Linked DNA regions of Sus scrofa: region 2 is linked to region 1. A link is a contact called in public promoter capture Hi-C data. All regions are on one chromosome and are shown on one strand. The core of a region is the stretch at or near the end of the contact, and the rest is flanking DNA. Distances in the headings are between cores, read along the strand shown. Region 1 holds the start of SYT17 (synaptotagmin-17). Region 2 has its middle 46 kb from the start of SMG1.

Region 1 (5,683 bases), core at 1,148-3,647:
CCCAGGCGTGCCAAGACTCTTTGGGACTCGGTTCATGTGTTTGACACAATGGAGGAGAACTGATTCCAGCCAGGGAAAAAAAGAGAGAGAGAAAGAAGGAGAACCCAGATATTCTAAAACATGTGTGCAAAACCATGGCTCACAGGTCAAATCCAGCCTGCAGCTTGTTTTCCTACAGCCCTCCAGCTAAGAATGGTTTGTACCTCTTTAAATGGTTGAAGAAAAAAAAAAAGCAGAGATGATTAATACTTTGCGAATCAGACAAAATATACATAATTCAACTTCAGTGTCCACAAATAAAGTTTTATTTAAACACAGCCATGTCCATTCATTGACTATTGTCTATGAAACTGTTTAGGGCCACGGTCAAGAAGTAAATAGGAATGACACAGACCATGCAGCCCTCAAAGAAAAAAATGTATTTACTACCTGGTCTTTTACAGAAAAAGTTAACACCTTGTTCTAGAAGAAAAGTCAACATCATCGGGCCATCCTCATATCAGCTGCGTAACAAATGCCCCCCTGATCCCCGCCATCTCCCCTTTTCGCTTCCATGTCCCCTAAGCACCTGTGTGGCCTTGGGCAAAGCATTTCACTTCTCTGTGCTGAAGCCTGTTCTTTTTTTTTTTTTTTCTTTTTCTTTTTGGCCACATCCACAGCCTGTGGAAGTTGCCAGGCCAGAAATCGAACCCCCACCACAGCAGCAACCCGTGCCTCAGAAGTGACAATGCCAGATCCTTAACCCTCTGAGCCACAAGGGAACTCACAGACAGCAGTTCTAACAGGGTTCATCTCTCATTGGATTATGCCTTCAGAGGGACAGGGACCGTGCTGTTTCCTGGCTGTGTGTGGTCACCCAAGTGTTTGCTGAGCCACTGTTGAATAGTCATCCCTCCCAACAACAGCCACACAGTAGGTGAACAGTATATGTGACCTTCGCTAAACTTGAAAAGATGACCTAGGGATTCGGTGAAAGGTAAGTCCGTGGAGCGAATCTAAGCCAGGAGAGGGATGGGGAGGCCAGAGCCAGGTGGCAGAGGACAGAGTTCCTGGCAGCTGGAAAAGTCTAAGGACAAGATGAGGGGAGATGTGGGCCAAAGAGGAAGGAGGGGACCAGCAGCCCCCCAGCTGTAACCAAGGGGCGAAGAGAGTCCAGATGGACCTTGAATGTGGGAGCCTGTAGGTTTCTCTGCCAGGCGTAGAGGACCCAATCTCAGAAGCAAGCAGCTCCAGCGGGTCTGACAGCGGTGACCTTGGCGCTGACACGTCGCCACTTCCCCCCTTGTATTGAGGCAAAAGGTCTCTTAGTCCGCAGCCCCCCAAAAGGGGCACTTGGAAATTATTTCTGCCTAAGGATGCTTGGGGGGTGTCCCCCAGATGATGGGGATCCACAACTCCCAAGACCCCAAGGCAACGGCCTAAAGTAATCGGCTGCCCCCCCCAACACAACCAGCGTGCCTCTGCTGTGTCCCCACCCCTCAGCACCCAGTGACCGGGAGAGACGACGTCCTCGTCCCTCCTGGCCGGAACAGCTGCCTCAGGCTCGCTCCGCCGGCCAATTAGCCGGAGCCGTCACCAAGGCAACGGCAGCTGGCGGGCCGGGTGGCTGGCGCGCCCCGGGCCGCCCTCCCCGCGGCCCCTCCCCTGGGGTGGGGTGCGCCAGGGGAGGGATGGGGGAAGGGGGGTAAAGTCCGCCCCACCCCCCCATTCCCAACCCAGGAGGCGAGGGCGCGCGTGCCGAGTCCACTTGGGGCCCTTCGCGCCGGGGTGTGGGGGTCCCCAGCCTCTTCTCCTGGGGCGCACCCCCGCTGCTACACAGGTTGCCCGCGCTCGGGCACCCTTTTTCTCCAGGCAAGTTTGTGGCAGCCCAGCCGTGTGCCCTCCCTTCCACGCGCTCACAGCCGGAGGGGGCGCGGCACCCCCCCACCCACACCGCGGACCTGGCCCCCCGGCCTCAGCCCTACCTGGATGTACGCCATTTTCGCCCGCGCGCACTCACTCCGGCCCGGGCATGGCGCCGCCACGGCCACTTTGCCCTCGCCAACCGGGGAGAGGGGAGAAAGCAAAGGGGAAGAAGAAGAAAAAGGCAGCCGGGTGGCCCCAGACGTGACTGGCGTGGCTGATGAGCGGCGCCCGCCCCTCTGCCGGCCGCCCCGTCCTTGCCTTCCCCTGCGTTCTGGCTCCTGGAGTCGGGGCCGCCTCCCAGGTTGGGAAAGCTCGGGCGCCCAGGGTCCCCGCCTCGGCCTCCCTCGCGGTCCCGCACTCCCCCCGAGGCGCTGCCCAGGCTGGATTAAGGCCGGAGCGCCTGAGGAGGGAGCCCGGGGCAGCCGCGGGGACTGCAGCGACCCCGGCGCAGGCGGGGCCGGAGACGCTGGGGCCCGTGCGCGCCAGAGGCGGGGGAGGGGACCGGGATGGGGAAGAGGGTGGGAGGGGGCGGTGCGCAGGTCAGTCCATCCGGTCGGCACCGGGGCTGGCACCTACCGAGAGCAGGGCCCCCGGGGCAGCCGTGAAGCTGAAAGGGCACGGTCCAGCCCGCCGTGGAGTCTAGAGCTGGGAGGGTCCTCCCCAACCAGCCCTCTCCCAGACCAGGTTGGAAAAACTTTATTCCCGCCCCACCCGACGCGCCTAGAACTGCTGCGGTGAGGCAGTTCTAAACGAATGGGAACCTCAAGATAACGTGGGGCCTAGGGCGCCCCCAGAGAGGTGCCGCAGCCCGGCGGCAGGGGCGCGCGGCAAGATCGGAGCGTCCCTTTACCCTAAATCTATCTGCCCGACTTGCGCCCAGGGCGCAACAGGTCTGGCGCGGGGCGGCCCAGCAGCGCCACCCAGCGTCGCGCCCCGCGTACTGCGCGTCTCTGCCCGCTCGAAGCTCCGCGTCGGAGAGCGTGCGCCCCCGGGGCGTGTCCACCCGATTGCCATCCTGGCTGCCCGCCCGCGTGGCTGGATCGTCCCGGGGCCTGGAGGCCTGCCCCCGAACCGGTCCTCGCACCCCAAGACCACAGAGTTGGGGCTGGCTATCCACTGAGGGATGTGGGATGGAACCTTGCCCTGCGCCGGTTCTCTTTTTAAAACGCTGTGGTATCGCCAGTTGCCAGTCACCAGTTTGCCAACCTTTTAACCTCCAGCGCTTGTCTTTTCATCAGTAAAAAATGCATAAAACCTCTGCCCTGCCCATCCTCCGGGGCTGTTTTGTGGGCGTGAAAGGGGAAATGAATGTGAAAGTCATACACGAAAGATGTACCATACATCCGTATAAACATTTTGTGTAAATATCTAGCATACATATACATTTCTAAGTGTGATACAATATTTCATTTGTAGCGCGTGGCATGTAACACATGTGAGCAGTTATGATTTCGCAGGCATGTGCTCAGTCCTTCACAGGCGTTACTTCATTTTGTCCTCCACCTTCCTCCCTTCTGTATCTCCAGGTAGGTGCCTGACCAGCATGGGCACTCAGTAAATGTTTTTGGCATCGCGCTGGAGAAAACCATACTTTAAAAAGACACATGGACCTCAGTGTTCATTTGCAGCCCTATTCGCAGTAGCCAAGACATGGAACCAACGTATAAGGGCCATCACCAGAGGAATGGATCAAGAAGATGTGAGACACACCCAGTGAAATTCTGCTCCACCATAAAAAAGAATGAAATAATGCCTTGTACAGCCACATGGATGGGCCAAGAGATTACCATACTAAGTGGAGTTAGACAATGAAAGACAGACATCCTATGATATCACCTGTATGTGGAGGAAAAAAAGGATACAAATGAACTTATTTGCACCACAGAAACAGACTCACAGACTTTGAAAACAAACTTGTGGCGACCAAAGGGGACAGGTTGGGGGGGGTGGACAGGGGTTTGGGGACTGGCATGTGGACCCTGAGGTATATGGAATGACCAGCCAACAGGGACCTCCTGTATAGCACAGGGAACTCTATCCGATCGATATTCTGTGACAATCCATGTGGGAAAAGAGTCTGAAAGAGAATGGGTGTGTGTCCATGTAAAACCAGATCACTTTGTTGTACAGTGGAAATCACGACATTTTAAATCAACTACACTTCTCCCGTGAGGCTCAGAGAAGGCTTCTTGAGGGGTGACCTTTCCAAAGAACTGAAGATAAGGAGAAGATTCTTCTAGACCCAGTGGTGCTTCATGGGGTGGGGGGGAGAGCACGGTCTTAGAAATCGTAAAGTTACATCTCCATGCTCACTTATCTGGGACTTGGTCACCAAGAGAAATCATATGTGTATTCCCATCGCATTACAGTTGCTGCATATAGCTTGACATTTCATTTACGCGCTTTACTGCTTGAAAATTGCACATTAGGCTCCGCCCACTAAATTTTCTATTTAATGTATTAAGGAAGAAGTATATATGTTATTACCATATTTAAATTTAAATTGCTTTTAGTGTTTTCGATAATGTGTATCAATCTATTAGAACTTCATTATAATTCTATGTATCCTACTGTATGATTGCAAAGACATTATTCTGGAGTTCCCATCAGTGCACAGTGGAAACGAAGCCAACTAGTATCCACGAGGACGCAGGTTCGATCCCTAGCCTCGCTCTGTGGGTTAAGGATCCGGCATTGCTGTGAGCTGTGGTGTAGGTTGCAGATGCGGCTTGGATCTGGTGTTGCTGTGGCTGTGGTATAGGCTGGCAGCAATAGCTCCGATTCAACCCCTAGCCTGGGAACCTCCATATGCCACAGGAGCTGCCCCCAAAAAGCAATAAGCAAAAAAAGAAAAAGAAAAGATATTATTCTGAGGTGGGGTCTAGAGGCTTCCACAGACTAGTAGAAGGTCCATGGAAGAGAAAGGGTTAAGAACCCCTGGAGGGAGCATGCGCATTAGCTTAGAGCTGAGAGTGGGAACTCCAGGTAGGTGTCTAGGAGAGGGTGGTGCCAGGTGAGGTTTAACAGGTAGGAGGGGCCGAATGCCCCCCCAGTTTCCTTGGTTACCCCATAGAAAAGCAGGTCAGGCTGAGAAAGATTTTGATGTGTGTGTGTGTGTGTGTCTGTGTGTCTGTGTGTCTGTGTATCTGTCTGTCTGCCTTTGGGTGGGGAGCAGACAAGCCTGAAGCAGGGAGGATGCTGCAGCAGTCCAGGTAAGAAGAGATGTGAGACTGAACCAAGGTCAAGGCAATGACTCCATGGCTGGACCTGAATAAGCAGTGATGACAGGGGAGGCTGGCTGAGGGCAGGGTTGCTGCGGGAGGAGATGGGGTTCTGTGTTTGGGAACCCTCCGACATGTATTGTCTAGGGCTCCTAAAAAAAAGTCAGTTCCATCCAGTGAGCAGAAAAGAGCCGACGGGCTCATTCACCTGCAAGACCAAGGGCGAATTCCATAGTCGTGGCTGGATTTAGGGATGCAATGAAGTCCTGAGGACTCTTTCCGCATCTCTCTCTCCTTCACGGCTTTTCCCTCTGAACACTGGATTCTTCCCCCCTGAAGTAGGTTTGCTTCATGTGGCAGAAAAATGGCCACTCGTGTCTTGAGCTTATAGTTTAAACGTTGACCCTCCAAATGGAAAAGAAACTTTGTATGACATCCTAGGGAACAATTCTAATTGGTCCCGATGAGGTCATGTGCCTACCTCTGGACTAAGCACTATGTCCCGAGGACCCAGCGCTTTGCTTGAGTCAGCCTGGACCGGACGACCAGACATGCCC
Region 2 (5,683 bases), core at 2,070-4,569, 160 kb before region 1:
AGGTATGGCGATAAAAAGAAAAAAGAAAAAAAAAAGATTCCCAAGACTCGCCTAGGTCTGCTGACCCATGCTCTCTGGAGACACCTTTGGCATCAACGTTTTTTAAGTCAACTCTCTGGACCATTTTAGCCAGAGAATCTTGCTGTTGGCAGTCATAAATGCACGCTTGCTCATTAGCAGGGGTCAATGTTTATTTTTTTTTTGTTCTTTCTTTTTTTTTGGTCTTTTCAGGGCCACACGCACGGCACATGGAGGTTCCCAGCCTAGGGGTCAAAGCAGAGCTGTAGCTGCTGGCCTACGCCACAGGCACAGCAACACCGGATCCTTAGCTCACTGAACGAGGCCAGGGATCGAACCTGTGTCTTCATGGATTCTAGTCAGATTCATTTCTGCTGACCCACGATGGAAAAGCCCCTCAGTGTTTATTTAAATCACTACCAGCCAGAAACTAAAAAAGTTGGTTTGAAGGGTATCTGAGGGACAAAAATTTATCAGTCATGGAAAAAATTCAAGAAATAAGATTTCTGGGTTCCCTTTGTGGCTCAGCAGGTTAGGGACCCCATGTTGCCTCCACGAGGATGTGGGTGTTCAATCCCTGGCCTCCCTCAGTGGGTTAAGGATCAGGCATTGCTGCAGCATCAGTTTCAGATGCAGCTTGGATCCGGTATTGCTGCAGCTGTGGTGTAAGCCCCAGCTGTGACTTCAGTTCGACCCCTAGCCCAGGAACTTCCATATGCTGCAGGTGCGGCCCTAAAAAAGAAAAAGAAAAGAAAGAAAAGAAAAGAAATAAGATTGCTAATTTAGATATGAGACTAGCTAGGAAAAAACCAAAAATCTTAGTTGGGGTTAATTTCATTACTGTCTATAAATTCCCCAGGCTAGGGGTCAAATCAGAGCTGTAGCTGCCAGCCTACACCACAGCCACAGCAATGCCAGATCCTTAACTCACTGAGGGAGGCCAGGGATCAAACCTCATAGATACTAGTTGGATTTGCTATTGCTGAGGCTATAACATTATAGCTGATCACACGCTTACAGGAGATTAAAGGGACTGTGTTTGATCAGTTGTGGCTCATTCAACAAAATCTTGGGACAAAAAAAGGCTGTATTCTCTCTTGTGTCAGATGAGGGACATGAAGTCTATTTAATTAAGAAATCCTCTAGTTCAGGGGTCATCGATTCTTTTCTATAAAGGGCCCAATGGAAAATATTTTAACGTTTTGGGTCAAGCATCTGCAGGATTACCCAACAGTCTTTAGCAGGAATTCAGTCATAGAGAATATGCACAAGAATGGGCATGCCTGTGTCCCAATAAACTTTATTTACAAAAACACTTTTAACAGGACAGATTTGGCTTGTAGGCACAGTTGGTTAACCTTTGCTGGGACTTTTTTTTTTAGGGCCACATCCATGGCATATGGAGGTACCCAAGCTAGGGTTTGAATCAGAGCTGCAGATGCCGGCCTACGCCACAGCCACAGCAGCACCGGATCTGAGCCACATCTGCGACCTACACCACAGCTCATGGCAATGCCGGATCCTTAACCCACTGAGCGAGGCCAGGGATCGAACCGGCAACCTCCTGGTTCCTAGTCAGATTTGTCACCACTGCACCATGACAGGAACTCCTCTGCTAGGACTTCAACTCCAGGAGCTGTGCCCTCAACCACTAGGTGCACTATCGCATGTATACTACTTCAGGGGCACTGGGCCTCTCTTTAGCCAGCTGGTTAGTCCTCTACTGATGCACAGACACCAGCCTGTGGTGGGCGCTGGATCTCTAGGAGGTGACCAGGCTGAGAGGTTGTGTTGGTCTTGAATACAATGAATTGTTTTTTCTTTGTTTTTGCCCCCTGGGATTTTTTTTTGAGAAGTTTTATTGAGTAGAGTTGATTTATAAGATATGGGTTGTTTTTTGTTCTGAGATGACTAAGTCATCTTTCAAGCCCCCTCTACCCTTCCCCAATGCCAAGGGCAGTCAGTTCACAGAGCAGCCAAGCCTAGTCCTTCAGCCTCTCGATGCCTTAACACAGCTGTTGATCTTGGAGCAGTTATGGAAAGGCTGGATAAGGGAGTTCCTGTTGTGCCTCAGTGGATTATGACCTGATTAGTACCCATGAAGATGCAGGCTCAATCCCTGGACTCACTCAGTGGGTTAAGGATCCTCCAGCATTGGGGTGAGCTGTGGTGTAAGTTGCAGATGTGGCTTAGATCCCAAGTTGCTGTGGTTGTGGTGGAGGCCAGCAGCTGCAGCTCCAATTCAACACCTAGCCTGGGAACCTCCATATGCCTCAGGTGCAGCATTCCACCCCCCTAAAAAAAAGAAAAGGCCAAAAAAAGAAAGAAAAGAAAATGCAGCTTGGGCTAGAGTTCTGAGGCCCATGGAAGCCAAGTAAAAGAATTTTAATTTGGGAAGTTCCCATTGTGGAGAAGCAGGAACGAATCTGACTAGTAACCCTGAGGTTGCTGGTTCAATCCCTGGCCTCACTCAGCGGGTTAAGGATCTGGTGTTGCCGTGAGCTGTGGGGTAGGTCGTAGATGTGGCTCAGATCCCACATTGCTGTGGCTGTGGCATAGGCCGGCAGCTACAGCTCCTAATCGTCCCCTAGCCTAGGAACCTCCATTTGCCAAGGGTGCAGTCCTAAAAAGCAAATTAAAACAAAAAAACCCAAAAAAACAAAGAAAGAAAGAAAGAAAAACAATCTTCATTGGGAACCAACACGTTTTGTTATTACAGGGGTGTGACACGATCAGTTTGCCTTTTAGGATGCTGCTGCTGCTGCTGCTGCTGCTGCTGCTGCTGCTGCTGCTGCTGCTGCTGCTGCTGCTGCTGGCAGTAACTCCAGGAGATGGAGAGAAAGGTGAGAGATTAGAAGCAGCAGATCCATTTGGGAGTAATAATGTAACTGCTGAGAGAGTGAGATGCTTAGGCTTCTGTAACAAAGTGAACTTAGAATAAGATGTTTGTTTCTCTTTCACATAACAGTCCATGTTGGAGGTCTAGGGCTGGGATTGTGGGACTTGGGCTGCTGCTGCTTCTTTTTTTCTCTCTCTCTCTTTTAAAATTAAATTAAATTGTACTTTTTTATTGTTGGGCTTCTTCCATCTTGTTTTGCATTCTCAACACAGCTTCCACCTTAGGGTTCAAAAACCTGCCTGCGTATCTACATTCCAGCTAGAGAGAGGAAGAGGGAAGGTGAGTGGAAGACAAGCTCCTCGCCTTTAAGAGCACAAACTGGAAACTGCATACATTACCTCTGCTGCCACGTCATAGGTCGGAACTCAGTCACATGGCCACACCTGAAGCAAAGGAGGCTGCGAAATGTAGTCTTCATTCTGGTTGGCCATGCCTTCGGGAAGGAAGGTGAGATTAGTCAGGAGGGACAGCTAGCCTTCTCCATCCCAGCCCTCACAAGGATGAGGGAGACAAGGTGCCAGCATCAAGGGCTCTTTCTGAGCTGTAACAGGATTCAGCAGTTGAATGAATGAGGGGGATGAGAGGAAGGGAAGGACCTCGGATGACAGTGAGGTTTCTTACTTCTTACTGATTAAGCAGACACTTGGCCCGTGGGGTCTGGAACACCTACACCCCCTCAGCCCCCCGATACGTGCCGCTCCTCCCTTGGCAAATACAAAACTTCTGATGATTCTTCTCTTCTCCCCAGCTCACTGGTCTCCACCCCCAAATGTACTGCCAGCTGCTGTTTACTTAGGAAATGAAAACTAATTTTAGTGATAACTTTAGAACAACCTAATTTCAAAGCAAATCAGCTGCTACCATCACATATGGACAAGGGACATCAAAGGCAAATAGCTATGACTTCGGACCTACAGGTTCTGTGAAATTATCTATGCCACCGCCTGACTCTACTGTGGATGTTAAGATAACCATTTTCCCCATGAATTCTGAAAAGACCACGTTCATTGCATTCGCTTTTTCCTCCACCTGGAATGTTGTTCCGTTAAGGTCTCTGCTCAAATGTCATCTGATCAGGGCCAGGCTGTGCCAACCAGCACCCACTCACCCTGCTCATAGTCACCACCCGCTTAACCACTTTAGCGTTAGTCACAGGACCGATCACCATTTGTATGTATATTGATATATCTACTTGTCAAGGAATTTATTGTATCTCCTCACACCTTTAGTAGGTTACAGGCTCCATGAGGGCAGCAGCTCGTGCCTTCTGGTCACTGCTGTTTCTCCAGTACCTAGAACCGGTGGAATATCTTGACATCTGTTTTTGCATGGCCTGCAAAAGTGGAAGGTATGAAAAATGGACACTTCAAACAAGCTCCTGGTGGCAATGTTATTCAAAAACCCAGTTTTCTGGGGGTTCCCACTGTGGTGCAGTGGGTTTTGGATATGGTGTTGCCAGAGCTGTGGCATAGGTTGCAGCTGCAGTCCTTGGCCTGGGAACTCCCATATGCTGCGGGTGCTGACAAAACCAAACCCCTGCCACATTTTTCTGGTAAACAATTTGGCTTGACTTTCTATGTGTCAATCCCAAGGATATTATCAACAGTCTAGACAAATATTTACAATAGAGATTGACAAATCTTTTCTTTTCTTTTTTTTTGGTATTTTTGTCTTTTTAGGCCACACCCGAGGCATATGGAGATCCCTGGGCTATAGCAGCCGCTGGCCTACATCAGAGCCATAGCAATGCCAGATCTGAGCCTTGTCTGAGACCCACACCACAGCTCATTGCAATGCTGGATCCTTAACCCACTGATCGAGGCCAGGGATCAAACCCGTGTCCTCTAACTGCTGAGCCAGGACAGGAACTCCGAGATTGACAAATCTTTTCTGTAAAAAGCCAGATCATAATTATTTGATGCTTTGGGGACATATAATCTCTCTTGCAACTACTCAGCTCTGCTAGGATAGCAGTGGTGGATAAGAAGGAAAAGAATGGGTGTAACAATAGAATTTTATTTACAAAATAGGCTGAGGGCTGGATTTGGCCCATAAGGCCATAATTTGTTGATTTAGATTTAGAATGAAATGTCATTTATAATGGCATATATTGAGAATATTTCTAAATAGTCAACCATTGGGGATTACTTAAAGCATACCACATCCATAAGATAAAAAATATGTAGCCATTTTTAAAAATGGTGTTTTCTAAGAAATCATAATGAACTGGGAGTTTGTTTAGAGCAGCATAGATGAGAATCAGGTTAGCCATTAATTAAGAGTTTGAACTTTGGAGTGAAAAACATCTAAACTTGATTCCAAATTTGGGCACTTACTGGCTATTTGACCCTGGGAAAATTGCTTAACTTCTGGTAAATCTTAATTTTTTTTTTTTTAAAGTGGGGACCAAAAAATGTATCTATCTTGCAATGTTATCGAGAGATATACAGCATAATGCCCAGTGTATAATAAGTGCTTAGCAAATAATTATTCTCAAATGGGGACATTCAAAATGGATTTATTTTTGTAATTTCATGAGTTGCTGGAAGCAAGCATTGCTGGGCAAGCCCTCTCAAAGTAGCTCCAGTTTCCGCAAGGCTAGGGGAGGTCTGTGATTGGTTCGTTTTGAGTCACATGACAACACCTTGGCCCAATCAGTGGGTCAGAAAGTCAAACTACAGCTGGATTGGCTCAGACTTGCCACTTGCTCAGATGTGCCTGCCCCTGCCACAGGGAGGATGGTGGTACAACCTGAACACCAATGGG

The links. Promoter capture Hi-C pulls out the DNA fragments that hold promoters and counts their contacts.
Region 2: a contact with region 1 is called in a promoter capture Hi-C map of liver, with 20 times the contacts expected there. A contact is called at or near these places in 5 of 5 promoter capture datasets (fetal liver, fetal skeletal muscle, liver and 1 more), 28 of 47 Hi-C or Micro-C datasets (adipose tissue, alveolar macrophages, blood and 15 more) and 2 of 2 datasets of targeted methods (alveolar macrophages and skeletal muscle).

Annotation. Positions count from the first base shown.
Region 1 is chr3:26,444,017-26,449,699 of Sscrofa11.1, reverse strand. It overlaps SYT17 (synaptotagmin-17), which reads right to left and starts at 2,397. Exons shown (of 12, transcript XM_021086545.1): 1 at 1,965-2,397. The coding sequence starts at 1,979.
Region 2 is chr3:26,604,662-26,610,344 of Sscrofa11.1, reverse strand. No RefSeq gene overlaps it. Among named protein-coding and RNA genes, the nearest start is that of SMG1, 46 kb to the left of the region's middle.